Linked DNA regions of Sus scrofa: region 2 is linked to region 1. The links are chromatin contacts, called in public Hi-C maps. All regions are on one chromosome and are shown on one strand. The core of a region is the stretch at or near the end of the contact, and the rest is flanking DNA. Distances in the headings are between cores, read along the strand shown. Region 1 holds the start of ADGRL1 (adhesion G protein-coupled receptor L1). Region 2 holds the start of GIPC1 (PDZ domain-containing protein GIPC1).

Evidence for each region. A called contact is a pair of places that touch in the nucleus more often than the background predicts.
Region 2: a contact with region 1 is called in a Hi-C map of liver, with 2.5 times the contacts expected there. The contact joins the promoter of GIPC1 here to the promoter of ADGRL1 in region 1. A contact is called at or near these places in 2 of 5 promoter capture datasets (fetal liver and liver), 19 of 47 Hi-C or Micro-C datasets (alveolar macrophages, blood, embryonic fibroblasts and 9 more) and 2 of 2 datasets of contacts at active chromatin or transcription factors (alveolar macrophages and skeletal muscle).

The regions. Positions count from the first base shown.
Region 1 is chr2:64,992,986-65,000,640 of Sscrofa11.1, forward strand. ADGRL1 (adhesion G protein-coupled receptor L1) reads left to right here and starts at 4,174. Exons shown (of 24, transcript XM_021083697.1): 1 at 4,174-4,653.
Region 2 is chr2:64,777,536-64,785,190 of Sscrofa11.1, forward strand. GIPC1 (PDZ domain-containing protein GIPC1) reads left to right here and starts at 2,912. Exons shown (of 9, transcript XM_021083696.1): 1 at 2,912-3,022; 2 at 6,388-6,442.

The sequences.
Region 1 (7,655 bases), core at 2,924-5,423:
CAGCTCAATTCTGAGACCACTTTACCTGACTTTTCATTTGGCTGAGGGGGTAGGATGGGATGGAGCTCAGGCATTGCCCAAGGAGACTCCAGGAGAGCCAGCAGCACACAGAACCCCACCCACCCACACCTCAAAGCTTGAGCAGATTACCATCCACTCCCCTAGCACTCTGCTCACTTTCCAGGCTTCCTCCGTCATGTTTTCTGTGTCTGCCCTACCCACTAGAACCAAGTTGCCAAAGGGGCTCTAGTTAAAGCCAGACTGGGGGCACCTGGTGGGCAGCGGATGTCGGGGCATTGCCCTGGTTTCCCCTGAGTCCAGGAACGCCTTTTATCCCCTACCTCCAACCCCGCTCCCCCCCTCCCCCGCTCGTGTCCAATGATCTGCGCCGCGCCCCCTCTCCCCCCTCTCCCCCGCCTCCCAGGACCTAAGCAACCTGAGGCAGGACACCCATGACTGAGGGCACCTGAGGCAGAGGACTCAGAGCATCAGAGACGGGAGGGTGGAGGAGCACAGCACCCAGGGAGGTCAGCGCAGGATCCTGAAGCAGTGGGCCCATCACACGGAAGGCATGGGGTGGGGACGGGCAGAGCGTACAGGTGAGCAAAGCCATCTGTGTCTGAGAGCAGGGTGCCCCAGGTACTTGGAGCGCAGAGTGTAGGGTCTTCAGGATGCCTGGGGATTCGGTACATGGGTGTCCTAGGCGCGGGGCAACCTCGATGTGGGGTATTCTGGCACGGGTGCGCGGAAGAGTGGAGTGTCCAGGTGCAGAATGCACAGGACATTGGGTATCCAAGGCGGGGATAACACTGCGCGTGGGAATCCCGAGGCACAAGATAGGATGCGCCATGCGAGGAGCGCCCTGGGGAGTAGAGAGTAGGGCGTCCTGGGCATAGGTACAGACGCGCGTGGTGCTGGGCACTTGGCATCGGGTGAGAGGCGGGGACGAATAGTTCCCGGAGCCCCACTGCTGGCGCGGCCTCCACTGCGGCTGCGCAGCCGAGGGTCTTGGGGAGAAGGGGAGTTGGGGCTCTTTCACCGCCCCATCCTCTACTCGTCCTCCTCTCCAGCGAGGCCAGAAGACTGGGATAGGATGGGAGGCTAGTGAACCTATCCCAGCCTCCACCAGGAGCGCTCCACTGACCACTGGCTTTGGGAGAAAGAGGAGGGGCCGAGAAGGGGTCCTGGCTGGGATTTTTCCAAACCAAGCCAGGAGTTTCTTAAAGCATTCCAGTCCTTCCCCTCATATAAGTTAAAGACACCCCTTTTCGTGGCCACCGAAGAATGCAAGTTAGAACCATCCCCCAGGCATGCTCATAGATTCCTAGGGTTGCTCCATATAAGGAGGTGGGTGGACTGCTAGGGGCCAGAGGGTGGAGTGGTAGGAGGAGGCTTAGAGCCTGAGGGCTCTGGAGATGCTCAGCTTTCCCAGAGCTGCAGGTTCTTCCCCCTTTTAGTCCTGTTGAGTTTACAGAAAGCTGGCTGTTTGGGTGTGGGGGAGAGTGTCCTGGTAGCCTCCTGTGGCACCGACCCCTCTTCCCAGCACCCCAGAGGGTTCCATGAGCCCTACAAGGTGCTGCCAAGATACCTCAAAGTGGGAAATTGATGTGCAGAGAGATGGAACGTGCTCATCCTCCCACCTGGAGAACTGCACGAACCACAGATGGATGGGATCCTTTTTGCACCCACCAACCTCTACTTCGCACATATTTGGGCCCTCAGATCCAGCTGGTGGACCTGGCCACCCAGATTTAAAGCCCAGTTTTGGCAGCCATGGAATCCTGGGTGCAAAGAAATGGCCTGCTTACTCTTTCCACCCCTAAAGTTTGGGGACCTGATTTGGCTCAGTTTCCAGGCTATGAGAATCCCTGCCCAGTCCTGAAATGATGACTGGGAGTGTCAGAAGGGAGTGGAGTGTGGGTGCCACAGAGGTAGCCCCTGGTTGTTGAGCCAGCCTGGAAGTCTAGAGTCTGCCTTTCCCTAAGTTCAGCCACCGGGACAGACTTTGGGGAAAGGATTCTTAGAGGACAGGTTAATCCACTTGCAGATATTCAGTTTAGTCTTAGATATTCCTGGTTCCCATCCGAGTCTGCCCCAAGTTTTGTGTATTTACCATCCCTCCCCCTCCCCCTGCTACTTCCACATGCTTTCCCAATTCCTCACCCATTCTGCAGAGCCTAGCTGGGTTGCCAATGCATTCTCTTCCCTGGAGACAGAGACCAAGGTTTGCCCCTCTCCCCATCCCCAGCCCATCCCTTTCCTCTATAATCCAGAGCTGGACTGTCCCACTATTGCCTGCTCTGTGTCTGCCAAGATTCAGCCCAGACTTTGTAGGAGCTGGACAATTTACTATTTAGGCCTCCCTTGGATGGACTCCCTTCCCTGAGGATCCAAGCCAGGGATTTGCTCCTCCCCAGCCATCCATCTTAGCGTCGCACCCATCTTTCATAAAATGCCAGACTTTCAGGTCCCATCTCCCAAGATCCTCACCGGATCTTACCTCTCAGGACCTTCCTGTAACTGCCCCCCATTCCCAGATTCTTGTGTGCCCCCCACCTCCAATTTTTCCTCAGCCCCCACCCTGCACTAAACTGTCTATTCTGCCTTAGTGCCTATGTTTGGCCTGGGTCCCGGTTTTATAGCCCCCACTGTGGGTCTTGGCAGTCACAGCTCTGGCTCCGGGGATCCAAGCCAGGTTGGGCTGCCTTCCCTAACCCGGAGAGGGGGTGCGGGGCTCCCTTCTGTAGCCTCTGCCTGAAACCTGCCCCTCGCCTCACTCTGCCAGATGCCTAGGAACCCGCTGGTTCCTTGCCCTACTTCTTCAAGTCCACCAGCTGCAGTGTGGTTGCTAAGCTGTAGAAATCCGCGCCGAGGTTTTGCTCTTGCCGATAACCTAAAATTCAATTTTTTTTTTTTCTCTCTTCCCCTGCCCCCCTCCCAAAGTGAGACGTTTGAGGCGTTTATAGATACTAACCTCCCCCTAACACCCCTCTCTCCGCTCCTCCTGCCTGGTCAGCTCCAAGCCCCTGTCCAGTTGCCAGGGATCCTCTGCTGGGGTCTTGTCCCATCCCTCAGATTCCAGTCCTGGCTTTGCGGTCCTCCCTCGCCTTTTATTGTAGGTCTGGTCTCCCAGGGTAGCGGCCTTCCCGTCTCATTCCTTTCGCATCATCCCTGGATCCTCAAGCCGGTTTTACCTGCCCGCTTCGGTGCAGCCGGCGCTCCAGATCCCTTCGTGCCAGAGTCCAGCTCTCCTTTTGCCCCTCCTTCCTGCACGTCGCTGCCAGGAAGACAGGGGCAGCCCACGCCGCCTCAGCCACTTAGCAGCCCCCTCCCGGAGCCCCCTGAGAGCCCATGTCTGGGAACTCTAGGCCAGGTCTTGTTTGTTCCCACTGCATTAGGCATGACGCATTACTCCGTCTCCCGAGGAAGAATCCGGCCCGAAATTTGCGTGCCCCGGGTGCATTTGGCCCTGTCGCAGCTCCCTCCTTTCCTCCCATTGCTGTGTAATCCAACCCGGGTTTTGCATACCCCTTACAGTTCTCTCCAATTTCTCCCTTCACCGGGCTCGGCGCTTTTCCCTTACTTCACTACTGGCAAAATCCGCTCCGGGTCTTCCTTGTGCCCGTCTCCCCTCCCCCCACTTCCCGTTCCAACGCCGGGATTCAGCTCGTCGCCTTCCCTTTCCCCGATTTTCCGGAGGGGTTAGAGGGGGCCAAGGGGAGGAAAATCCATCCCGGGTTTTCGGGCCGGCCCCCGGTGCGCTCGGGCAGGTTGCGGTGGCCCGTCCCGGGCGACGACTCCGGGCCGGGTTTTGTGCGCGCCCGACGCCCCCCCTCCCGGAGCGGGTGCGCCGGGGAGAGGGGCGAACAGGCGGCTTGTCATTGCTGGTGCCCGGCGCCGGCTTGGTCCGTGCGTCCTGCGGTGCCCACGGGCCCGGCCCGGCGCCCCCCCTCCGGCCACCCCGGGGGCGCGACGCCGCCGCGCCCGCCTACAGCCGCGCCCCCCCAGCTCCGCGCCGTCCGCCCCCTACCCGAGCCCCCCGCGGCCACTGCGGGGAGCCCGAGCCGTCGGCGCGGGAGCTGTCGGCGCTGCGGCGCCCCCGCCCCGCCGTCTGCCGAGGAGGCCCCGGCGGATGGGGCCGCGCGGGCCCCGGAGCGGCGCCGCTGGGCGGCGGGGGGCTGCAGGCGCACCTCAGCTGCCCCGTTAACCCCTCGGCTGCCGCCGTCGGAGGGGGGTGGGAAGTCGCCTGGGCACACACGTGCCTACTCCGTCGGGGCCGCGGAGCTGCGGGGGAGATGCGGGCCGCTGCTGGCGCCGCCTTGGGGGGCTCCGCCTCGCCCCAGCCCCCAGAGCTCTGACACCGCCCCCGCCCTGCCGCCTCCGCCACCTCCCTCCCCCGGAGGGGCGCGGACCCACTCACCCCCAGCCCCGAGTCTTCGCCGCCGCGAGGGGGCCGCCTTTGGAGCTGTGTAATCAGCTTTGCTTTTTTTTTTTTTTTTTTTTAAATTTTTGGTTGGTGGCGGCGGTACCCCGCCGCCCCTCGTTCGTTTCCCCCCCCCGCCCCGGTTCCGGGAGATGTGCCGGGCGGGAGGCATTGGTTCGCGGAGCCGCAGGAGAGACGCGCAGGGCCGACCCCGGAGCGGCGCTGGACAGGTGAGTGTCTGCGGGCCCAGGGCGAGGGGGACGCTGTACCTGGGCCAGGTGTGCGGGCCGAGGTGGGGAGGATGGGAGCCGGGGCCTGTCCGGGCCGCGAAGGGGGAGGGGATGCTGGAGCCGCGGGTCAGGGCACCTGAGCGCGAGGGGAATCGGGGGCGGCCTGCACCTCATCCCCACCGGCGAGGGGAACCGGAGGGGCGGCCCCCACGGAGCGTCAGGGGTGCGGATGGGCTGCCGCGGGGTGCTCGGTGGGGGGAAGGGACCGCGAATGTGCCCGCGCGTGGCTGCGTGTGCCCGCGCGCGCTCCAGCCTTTGTGGGGAAGCGGCGCGGCGGTGCCTGCGTGTCCCCGGTGCGTGTGCGCGCGGGTGCTTGGCGCCCTGTTTGTGTAGGTGTCTGGGTGTGAGCGGAGAGGGTGCGTGTGCGCGCGGCGCGCGGGCCCCGGCCCCCGGAGGAGCCGTGTCGGGGGCTGGCCCCGCAGGATGTCGGGCCGGGGGTTGTTTTTCTCTGGGAGGCAGAGGCGCGAGGGATGGGAAGGGGTCTGTCTGGGTGTCTGGCCGGCTGCAGTCACCGCGAGCATCTTTCTCTCCGCGGTACCGGACTAAGTGTGGGAAGCTGTTGGGTTTGATCTACCCGGATTCAGGTTTTGAGGGCCAGCTCTCTCTCTCTCTTTCTCAGGTGTTTATTGGGTAGCGCTATGGGGTTTCAATTGTCATCCTTCCATGTGAGGGTCCTGGGACAGAGCCTGTGCCAGACGAGGGTGGGCAGCACTGTGTGTGCTCCAGCCATGACCAAAAAGTGGCCCCCACAGGCATTGCTCCAGGGCACCTGGGGCACCCATGTGAAGACAGCCTCCAGCCTGCACACATCGCTGTCCCTGGCCTTCCAGTCTCAGTCAGCACGCAGGCGCACCCCTGCCTGCCTAGGACCTCGCTGTACCTTCCTGCTCCACTCCTCCTTGTCCCTCCCCCCAGTCATGGCAGCTGTGTGGGTGTTCCTCCATCCTAGTCTATGAGATAGGGCCCCCTTTCTTCCTGGCTTCTGCAGGACCCAGGGCCTGGGTTCCTCTGCTCACATCCAAACATGTGGTGTGTCTGGGGGGAGCAGGGGGAGGGGTTCAAAATGGCTGCCAAGATGGCTGGTTGCCTCTCCACCTCTCTCTTTCTCTCTCTCCCTCTCTCGGCTTGCCCTGTTCTCTTGGTTGCCACAGGAGTCTCCAAGGAGAGGGGTGGGTAGGACAATGTAGGGGCAGGTGTGGGGAACACTTGAGGGTAGATATCTAGCCTGGGCCGTTGACCTCAAAGCTGCTTGGGAAGAAGCCAGTTGATCTCTGCTCCCGTCTCCAGCACCCAAGGGCTGGCTAAGCCTGTAACCTGACCCCAGACCCAACTTCTTTACCCCGGCTAACAGCCTGGGGGCTCCAGGCCTGACTCCCTGCGTCCATCATCAAGGGTGTCAGGGGGCCCCCACAGTCTCTCATCCCCTCCATCTGCCAGCCGGCCATAGACTGAGGACTCCTGGTGGGCCTGGGTCGGGCCTCAGCTGTGGGGGCAGGTGACTTCTCCTTCCTCCCCCCTCCCCTCCCGCTAATGCTGAATTTATTACTTAAAAGTAGGATGAAAACAGGGAGAATAAGAGAAGGAATACAACCTTCATTATCATATCGAGAAAATTATCCATGATTTTCCTAACTAGTAATTTGCCTGCCATGCTGTTCAGAACTGACTTGCCCATTAATTACAGAGATGAAAAATCATCTGGAAAGCGGAAAAGGGAACTAATTCGATCCCTGGCTGGCAGCAGTGGCCCCCATGCACTGAGCCACATACGTGTGTACTCACATGTGAGTGCCCTGTCCTCCTGCTGGCATTGCCACCTTCTTTCTCCTCTCCCTCAGTGACCTCCCTCAGGGCCTCAGCTCACCGCATGCCTGCCACTCCTGCTTTCTAATGCCCTGCCAGGCCCTCCTCACTACCTGGGGTGCCCATCCCAAATCCCACTCATGGGGGGCTGGCCCAAGGCAGGATTGTCCCGTGCTGATCACCATGCCTGCCCTTGGGCGTGGAGATCAGGGTGGGGGGAGGGCAGGGAGCTAGGGACCTGCACACCTGGGCCACAGAGCCTGCAGGGAGGAGGTGGAAGACAGGAGACTCCAAGCCTGGTTTCTATTCCCAGCTTGCCCTGGGGAGCCCCTTATCCTGGGGGGAGGGGGCAGCAGGTGCCTTGGCCCCTGGGGGGTCTGTTTGCATCAAGCGGTCTGGTCCTGGCCAGGACTCCACCTGTCTGTGAGGGGCTGCCTGGTGCCTGCGCCTGGCATTTGCATCCTCCCTGGGCACCCAGGCTGGCAGGAGAGAGTGTGGTGCTTCAGTCCAGCCTGAGCATCTGGGGGCAGGGAGGCAGGTGCTGATCCCAAGAGGCAGTGCTGCTTGCCCCCCTCCCCCCAATGGGTTCCCCTGATGGAGAACAGGAGGAGTGGGATCCCCGCCGTCCCCACCAGCTGGCCATTGAGGACCTGAAGTTCGCAGTCTCTGCCGCCTCATACCTCTCCAGCCAGACGTGTGGCAAAGGACACACAGAAGGCTCTGGTTTCTGTGTGGGCTCCTCTCGAGGATTCAATTTCCAGACGCCAGACATTTTCCTCCTCCAGACCCTCCAGGGAGATGGCGAGGCGGGGGGCGGGGGAGGGTGGCTCCTGAGATGGGGGTTCCCTGGGTCTGAAACTGGACCCGACCACTGGCCACCGTGATGAAAGTGGAAGCGGGGTCCAAGGCGGGAGGGCAGCTACTGAACAGAAGCCTGGGAGTGGGTCCCACGACCCCTAGAATCCAGTTACACATCTGCCTGCACCCGTTTGTACCTACCAGGTATGTGTGATTTGGATAGTGATCTGGATTAGCCACTTGTCCAACAGGCTGATCCTAGGTGCCTAAGTGTCTCTTGTGAGTTTTGTAGAGGGGCTGGCGTGCACACGCGTGTATGTCCACGTTTGAGCCACTGTCTG
Region 2 (7,655 bases), core at 1,662-4,161, 220 kb before region 1:
TCTGAACCATGTGACACATGCAGGTATCACAAATTTACCACTAACTGATTCAGTATATCTCCTAAGAATAAGAACTAAGAATAAGAACATCCTTGGAGTTTCCCTGCAGCCCAGCAGATTAAGGATTTGGTATTGCCACTGCATCAGCTTGGGTATCAACTGTGGCTCATGTTTCATCCCTGGCCCAGGAACTTCCCAGTCCCATGGCCGTGGCCAAAAAAATGAATACCAAGTTTTAAAAACACTCTCTCTCTCTTCTTTTTTTTTTTTTTTTTTTTTGCTTTTTAGGGCCACACCTGCGGCATATGGAGGTTCCCAAGCTAGGGGGTCCAATCAGAGCTACAGCTGCCAGCCTGCCACAGTCACAGAAACACAGGGTCTGAGCTGCGTCTGCGACCCACACCACAGCTCACAGCAACGCCAAATCCTTTACCCACTGAGCAAGGCGAGGAATCGAACCTGAAACTTCATGGTTCCTAGTCACATTCTGTTTCGCTGCACTACAGTGGGAACTCCATAAAGAACATTCTTTTATTTAAACCTAGTAACAACAGTCACACTCAGGAAATTTAACATAGATATAATTATCTAACATTCAGTCGACATTTAACTATCCTCCATTTTCCCAAGAATATCCTTCATAGCTGTTTTACCTTTTTTCTTTTAACCTTTTTTTTTTTGAAATTTTTATCAAGAATCCAATCAAGAATCACACATTGGGCTGCCCCAAGGTGTATGGAGTTCCTGGACCAAGGATCAGATCTGAGCCGCAGCCACCATCGATGATACAGCTATGGCAACGATGGATCATTTAACTCACTGTGCCAGACTGGGTATCGAAACTTCATCCTGGTGCTGCAGAGATGTTGCCAATCCTGTTGGATTAATGGATTGATTTTGCCTTTCCATGACATAGATCTGTTTGATCTTGGTTTTGTTTTTTTTTTGTTTGTTTGTTTTTTGACTTTTTGTCCTTTTGTTGTTGTTGTTTTGTTGTTGTTGTTGTTGCTATTTCTTGGGCCGCTCCCGAGATATATGGAGGTTCCCAGGCTAGGGGTTGAATCAGAGCTGTAGCCACCGGCCTACGCCAGAGGCACAGCAACGCGGGATCCGAGCCGCGTCTGCAACCTACACCACAGCTCAGGGCAACGCCGGATCATTAACCCACTGAGCAAGGGCAGGGACCGAACCCACAACCTCATGGTTCCCAGTCGGATTTGTTAACCACTGCGCCACGACGGGAACTCCTTGGTTTTGTTTTTAAAGAATGTCCCTCAATCAGGATATGTCTGGTTTTTTTCTGGTGATTAGATTCAGGTTAAACACCTTGGGCAGGACCAAGTTCTTCGAAGGTGATCTTGTGTCCTCAGTAATACACCGCAGCACTGGACATAGTGAGTTTCATCAGCAATGATGTTAACTTTGATCACTCCTTAAGGTGGTGACTCTCAGGTTTCTCCACTGTGTTTTTCCAAGGTACCTTTTTGCCACTGAAATTAACAAGTAATCTGTGGGCTGGTCCTTTGAGACTGAATACCCACTTCTCCATCGACAAGCATTGCCTGAATCAATCATTCCTCTGTTTGTTGCAAAATGGTGATTTTTTTCAAACACAGCATTTGCTTTTTCATGTCTTAGTTGGCATTCCAGAATTATTTCCCCACCCCCACCCCCTAAAAGGGGCAGAGGTAGCACTCAAATCTGACCTCCTCACCCACTGAGCCTCCTAGCTTCTTGAGCTATAAAATCAAGTATGTTGTGGTCTCTGCACGTGGGTGGAAAAGTAATTTTCTAAATTTAAAGCAAGGTGTAGAAAAGACAAGTATATTGAAGCAAGAGACACTGTTAACACATCAGGTCGACTTCCTGATATTCAGGGAGAGCAGACCCTGGGGGCATGGTTGTGTCTGTTTTTATAGCCCAAAGACAAAGAAGCGGTCTTGCCATACACCTGAGGACCTAGTGATTGGTTGGAGAAGAATGAGGTCTTCTGATACACTTGCTGGTTGGTTGGGGAAAGACAGGGTCTTTGGATACACCTGCTGGTAGTTTGGGGCCATATGTTGCCCCTAAAGGGGTGGGGTAAGGAGTGGGCTACATACCTTTTCTAGTGGGGGGCAGGAAGGAGTAGGCCAGGTTGATCAAGGGGAAGAGGTGAGGAGTGGGCCACATACCTTTCCTAGTAGGGAGCAAGAAGTAGGCCAAGTTGCTGGGGTGGGGAGGTCCTTACGAACATTGTAACAGTTACAGTGAGACAGGTGGGATGATAAGGGTTTGGTAATTCTTATCTTGGCTGGAGGCTTTTTGAATTTTATTTCCTTGGAGAAACTTTGAAGTCCCACAAAGTAGGAAGGAGATGCCCCGTGTTGCTCTGTGCCCCTGCCCTCACCCCTCCCTGGGCACTTCTTCATCAACAGGTAGAATCATGTGGATTCCGCTCAGGACTCTGCTGTGCCCACAGCCCACATACTGTCCTCTCCAGGTGTTTAGGAAGCAGCTTAGATGCCAGGCATAAGCAGGGCAGTGGACACAGTCCCAGAGAGGGCACAGGCCTAGCCAGAGGCAACTGATCGCTCAGTGGGCGTGGCAGAGGTCAGCAGAACAGGAAGAGAAGGACATTAGCTGTCCCTGTTGCCTCTGCAGTCTCGGTATTTGCCAGCTGGGTGGGGCTGCCTGGGCAGACCTCAGCAGCTAAGTCCAGGGCTCAAGCTCCCTTTTTACTTTGTCCTTCTGCAGGCCCTAGCAGGGCTGGAACGCTCAGCATCTCATCCAGGGAACTGCAAAGAGCCAATCGTTCAATGAGGGTTGAGAAGTTAGGTCTCCAAGAACTACAATTCCCAGAACACACAGTGAACTACGGTCCAGCCCCAGCTGCCTGAGTGGCTGGCTTGTTCCTGGAACAAGGGAATCTCACCTGTCCTGGGAACTGAGCTTCCTGGCCTGGGCAAGTTGTGTTGGTATCTTTGTTTCTTGGACCTGCTCCTGCCTGAGAAATCCTGGTTACAAGCCAAACCTGGAGATGGTGAGATTACCCAGTTCTTTTACCTACACATATGTACGGAGACCCTGCTCTGTGCCAGTCTGGGGCTGGAGGTGGGGGTAGGGAGGCGGAGAACAGTCAGATGTAAGAAACTGAGGACAGAGGCTTGGGTTGGCTGGGTATCCCTTTGTAATCCAGCACATAGTATGTGCTCAATAAATATTCGCTGGTCAACCAACGAGCGAACAGGGCATCTTGCCCTTTCACCCTGCTTTGCTAGCTCCTACAGTACTGTACTCTCCTAAAGCGTGCTGTATCTTTCTGTCCGCCCTCTAAGTCTTTGCACGCGCTGTTCCTTCTACCAGGAGCACATTCTTTCAGCTTACTCATCAGTGTGTCTGTAGAGATAGGACAGAGACTGGCACGGACCAGGGGCACATTAAATATTTGATAAGTGGATGAATGAATGAATGCCCTTGTCCATTGTCCATCCAAGATGCAGGGACACTCGGGACCCTCCCTATTCATCTCAGTCTCCCGCCTGCCCGCTCGGAATGAATGCGTGTTTTTATCCACCCCGAGGATGGCCACGCAGGGGCAGGGGCAGGCCGGGCGGAGGACTGGATCTGAAGCTGCCCTTGGCTCCCTCCCGGATTTCCTAGCGGGTCCGTTTTCTGGACTTCGGCAGTTTTCATCCTCTCTGCGAAACTCAGTCTCGGTCTCCTGACTCCCAAGACTAGCCCCCAGCTTCTTACCAGCCACAGCACCCCACCCGGACACTCAGCGAACAGCACGTGGTCCAGGAGTCCCAGCTTTCCATTGGCCACTGGCCTCCTTCCTTCTCTGAGATTGGCCGGGGCCCAGCCGCAGCTCCCCCCTCCGCAGCCTTGCGGTGGTACAGCCCGCCGCGGCTTAGGAGGGGCGGGAAGATCCAATGCTCCGTGGCGCGGGGGAGGTGTCGTGAAGAGCCGGGCGAGGCTCAGGGATCCCTCTGGAATGTTTCCTTCGGTTCCACCCGGAGCGGGGGGCGTGGAGCCGATTGGCCGCGAACGCCGAGCGGCCGCTCCTGATTGGCCGGACGCGGGCACAGGCCCCGCCCCCTGGCTGTGCTGCTGGAGAGGCCCGGGCCAGAGTTTGCCGAGGGCCAAGCAGGGCGCGCGCTGGGAGGCGGCAATGCAGGTGAGTGTCCCCTGCGGGCGGTGCGCATCGCGGCGGCTCGAGGGACCCTAGCGCGGATCCGTGGGATCGCAGATCCACGGGGATCTGGCAGGTCCTACGAGGTAGGGCCGGCCCTATGGAACGAGGCTGGAGGTCTAGACTAAGCCAGGGGGTGCCGGAGGCCCCTCCCCAGCGGGCCGCCTGCCTTCCTGCCGGAGGAAGGAGTAAATGCCTCCCGCCGCCGGGATGGGCTCTCCAGCCGCATCCCACCTCCCTGCACTCTGGACAGTTCCCGTCCCAGAGGGGACAGGAGCGGGATCGGTATTTCTGAGCCCTGCCTGGGCAACTCTCCACAGCTGGCCTTTCTCAATCTTCCTGGGCCTAAGGAGGCTTGGGGAGGACCGAGGTCCCGATAAAAATAATGAAAATAAATAACCCGGCTAGCATTTATTGAGCACTTCCGTGTCAGCTATTTACCATGCCATATTTACCATTGAATCTAAACACCTCATGGAAGGTGCTGTTGCTTCTTTCGGAGCTGAAGCGGTAGACCCAGAGAGCTAGAGTGACTTGCCCAAGATCACACAGCTAGTGAGTGGCAAATCTGGGACTCAAACCCATGCCTTAGAGTCCAGAACAGGAGTCTCAACCACTAGACTAGATGCCCAGTGGTTCCAAGGCTCAGGTGTTTCTGACCAGCTCCTCCCACTCTACCCCCTCCAACCAGACATGCCATCTGGGCCACACCCGCTGGTCTTTGCTTTCACCAGCTGCTCAAACAGGAAGCTGCCCTCATGTCCCTTCTCCCCTAAACTGGAAAAGGCAAGGACAAAATATCAGGGTCTTGAGAAGAAAGTGACATCTGAAGGAGAGGTAGATGGGGGTGGGGGAGGCAGCACGGTGGGGTCCTGTGCCTGCTAGGCCCTCCTGGGAAGCCTGGGCCCAGGACAGTAGGCGTTCTCCCCGGAAACACCCAGGAGCCGGTTTTTCAAGACTGAATCAGAGGCCTCCCGGCTTCCTCTCCCAAGCAATACCCTGCTGAAAAGGGGAGCCTGGGTGTGGTGTTTCCCCACCACCCCCTACAGCTTGTATGAGCTCCCAGGAACCCCCTTCCCCACTTCCTGCTCCCCTCACTGCAACTCTGTATAACTATGGCTTGTTGAGTTTCATGCCCTTCCCAGAGAAAAGAGGGTGGGGATGCTGGGATTCCAGCGAATGTGCTCAATGCCCTGGGCTTAAACTCCTTTTCCTCTGTCCCTGTGTTAAGGTTTGAGGGGAGACTAGGAACATGGTGAGGAGGTGGCAGCTAGCAACTCTACAGTGGGCATGTTCTGGGGATAGAGGGGCTCCAGAGAAATCAGAATGAAGGGTTTAAGACACATTCATTCATTCTACACATATTTATTGAGCACCTACTATGTGCCAAGTACTGTTCCTGGCACAGAGGATATAATAGTGAACAAGACAAAAATCCATGCTTATGGGGAGTTGCCATTCGAAAGGGGGGAAAACAGGCAACAAACAGTTTAACAAGAAGATACTTGCAGAGGGTAATAAGTGCTTTGAATAAAATACAAGGGAGTGGCATGGTAGAATCTGTAGGCAAAGGGGGGGCTCTTGGAGGAGGCAACTTTTGAGCTGACGTCTGGATGACAAAAAGAAGCCAGCCTTGTAAAGATCAGGTGTGCGTGGGGGGCAGGGGCTGCACAGCTGGGGCAAAGGCTCCAAGGCTGGACCAAGCTTGGAATAGTGTGGTAGTGTGACTGGGGCAGGAGGAGACCCAAAGTGGTGATTCTGCAGGGTCTGTGGGTCACATGAAGGAGAATAGAGCTTTCCATCCATCAGGTAGGAAACGTAAGATTTGAGGCTGGGGAGTGACGCAATCTGGTTTATGTTTTAAAATAGAGACATGAAGTTAAATAACAGCCTAAGATTGAAAGACAAGAGTTCTGCCAGGGCAACATGTAATTAAGTTCATGGGCCTGAGTTGTCTGGACCTCAGGGGTGGATCCAGTGGGCTGGGGCAAGCTGGGGAGGCTGCCTGAACGAGGTGGCCTGGAGTGGGCCTTAGCAAGCAAAAAGGACTGGGATGTTCCTGGGCAGCACAAGAGAAGAGGCAGTAATAATGACAACAACAATAACAACTTTTTTAAATTGAATGTCAGGCAAAGTGCTAATTGAGTTACTTGCATTATCTCTTTGGCTTCTCATAAGTACTGTGAGAGAGAGAAATTCTGCCCATTTTTCAGATGAGGAAACTGAGGCCCCATCAAGTGAAGTGACTTCCCCACAGCCACTCAGCTGGTAAGTGACAGGGGTGGGATTTGAGCCCAGACTCACTCTGGCCTGGAAGACAGATTCATTCATCACCCACTCTCCTCACCACCATTATTACCCCCTCCTGGGAAAAGGAGGAAGTTTGAATCTTGGCAACTGACTGAAAGATGATACAAATGGAAAGAATAGTAATAATCACCAGCATTTATGGAACCCTTATTGTCTGCTAGGAGCTGTTCCAAACATGTGCATGATTTCCTTAGAACTCAGAGAGGTTAAGACATTTGTCCAAAGTCACATAGCTAGTAAGTAGAGAATCCAGGCTTTTTTTTTCCTCTTCTTTTTTGGGCTAAACATGCAGCATATGGAAGTTCCCAGGCTAGGGGTCAAATCAGAGTCACACTATAGCCACAGCAGTACCAGATTTGAGCCTCATCTGCAAGCTGTACTGCAGCTTGCAGCAATGCTGGATCATTAACCCACTGATCGAGGACAGGGATTGAATCCACATCATCATGGATACTAGTTGGGTTCTTGACCTGTGGAGCCACATGGGGAACTTTGAGAATCCAGGTTTTGGGTTTTTGAGTTTATGTTTTTAGCATTCTGCTAAGATGTATGGGGGATAGGGGTGGGACGGGAACCAGGGGAGGGATGTGGGTTGGCTTTTTGTTTTTTTTTTTTCCTTTTTTTGTTTGTTTTTTGGTGTTTTTTTTGTGGCATCACTGAGTGTAGTGAAATAACTTGACTGAGAAGTACTTGTTTATTCATTAAGAACTTGTTTCTAGGAGTTCCCATTGTGGCTCAGTGGTAATGAGTCTGACTAGTATCCATGAGGATGTGGGTTTGATCCCTGGCCTTGCTCACTGGGTTAAGGATCTAGTGTTGCCAGTGAGCTGCGGTGTAGGTTGAAGACTTGGCTTGGATTCTGTGTTGCTGCGGCTGGCATAGGCTGGCAGCTGCAGCTCTGATTCTACCCTTAGCCTGGGAACTTCCATGTACTGGGGGTGAGGCCCTAAAAAGACCAAAAAAAAGAAAAGAAAAGAAAAAGAATTTATTTCTAGTGTCCAGAATATATAAAAAGTTCCCACAAGTCAGTAAGAAAAAAAAAAAAATGGGTATTGCAATTAAAGATAGACTATGCAATTTTAAAAAATGGGCAAAGAGAATATTCCCTTGTAGCATATCGGGTTAAGGATCTGGTGTTGCCACAGCTGTCGCATGTGTTTGACCCCTGGCC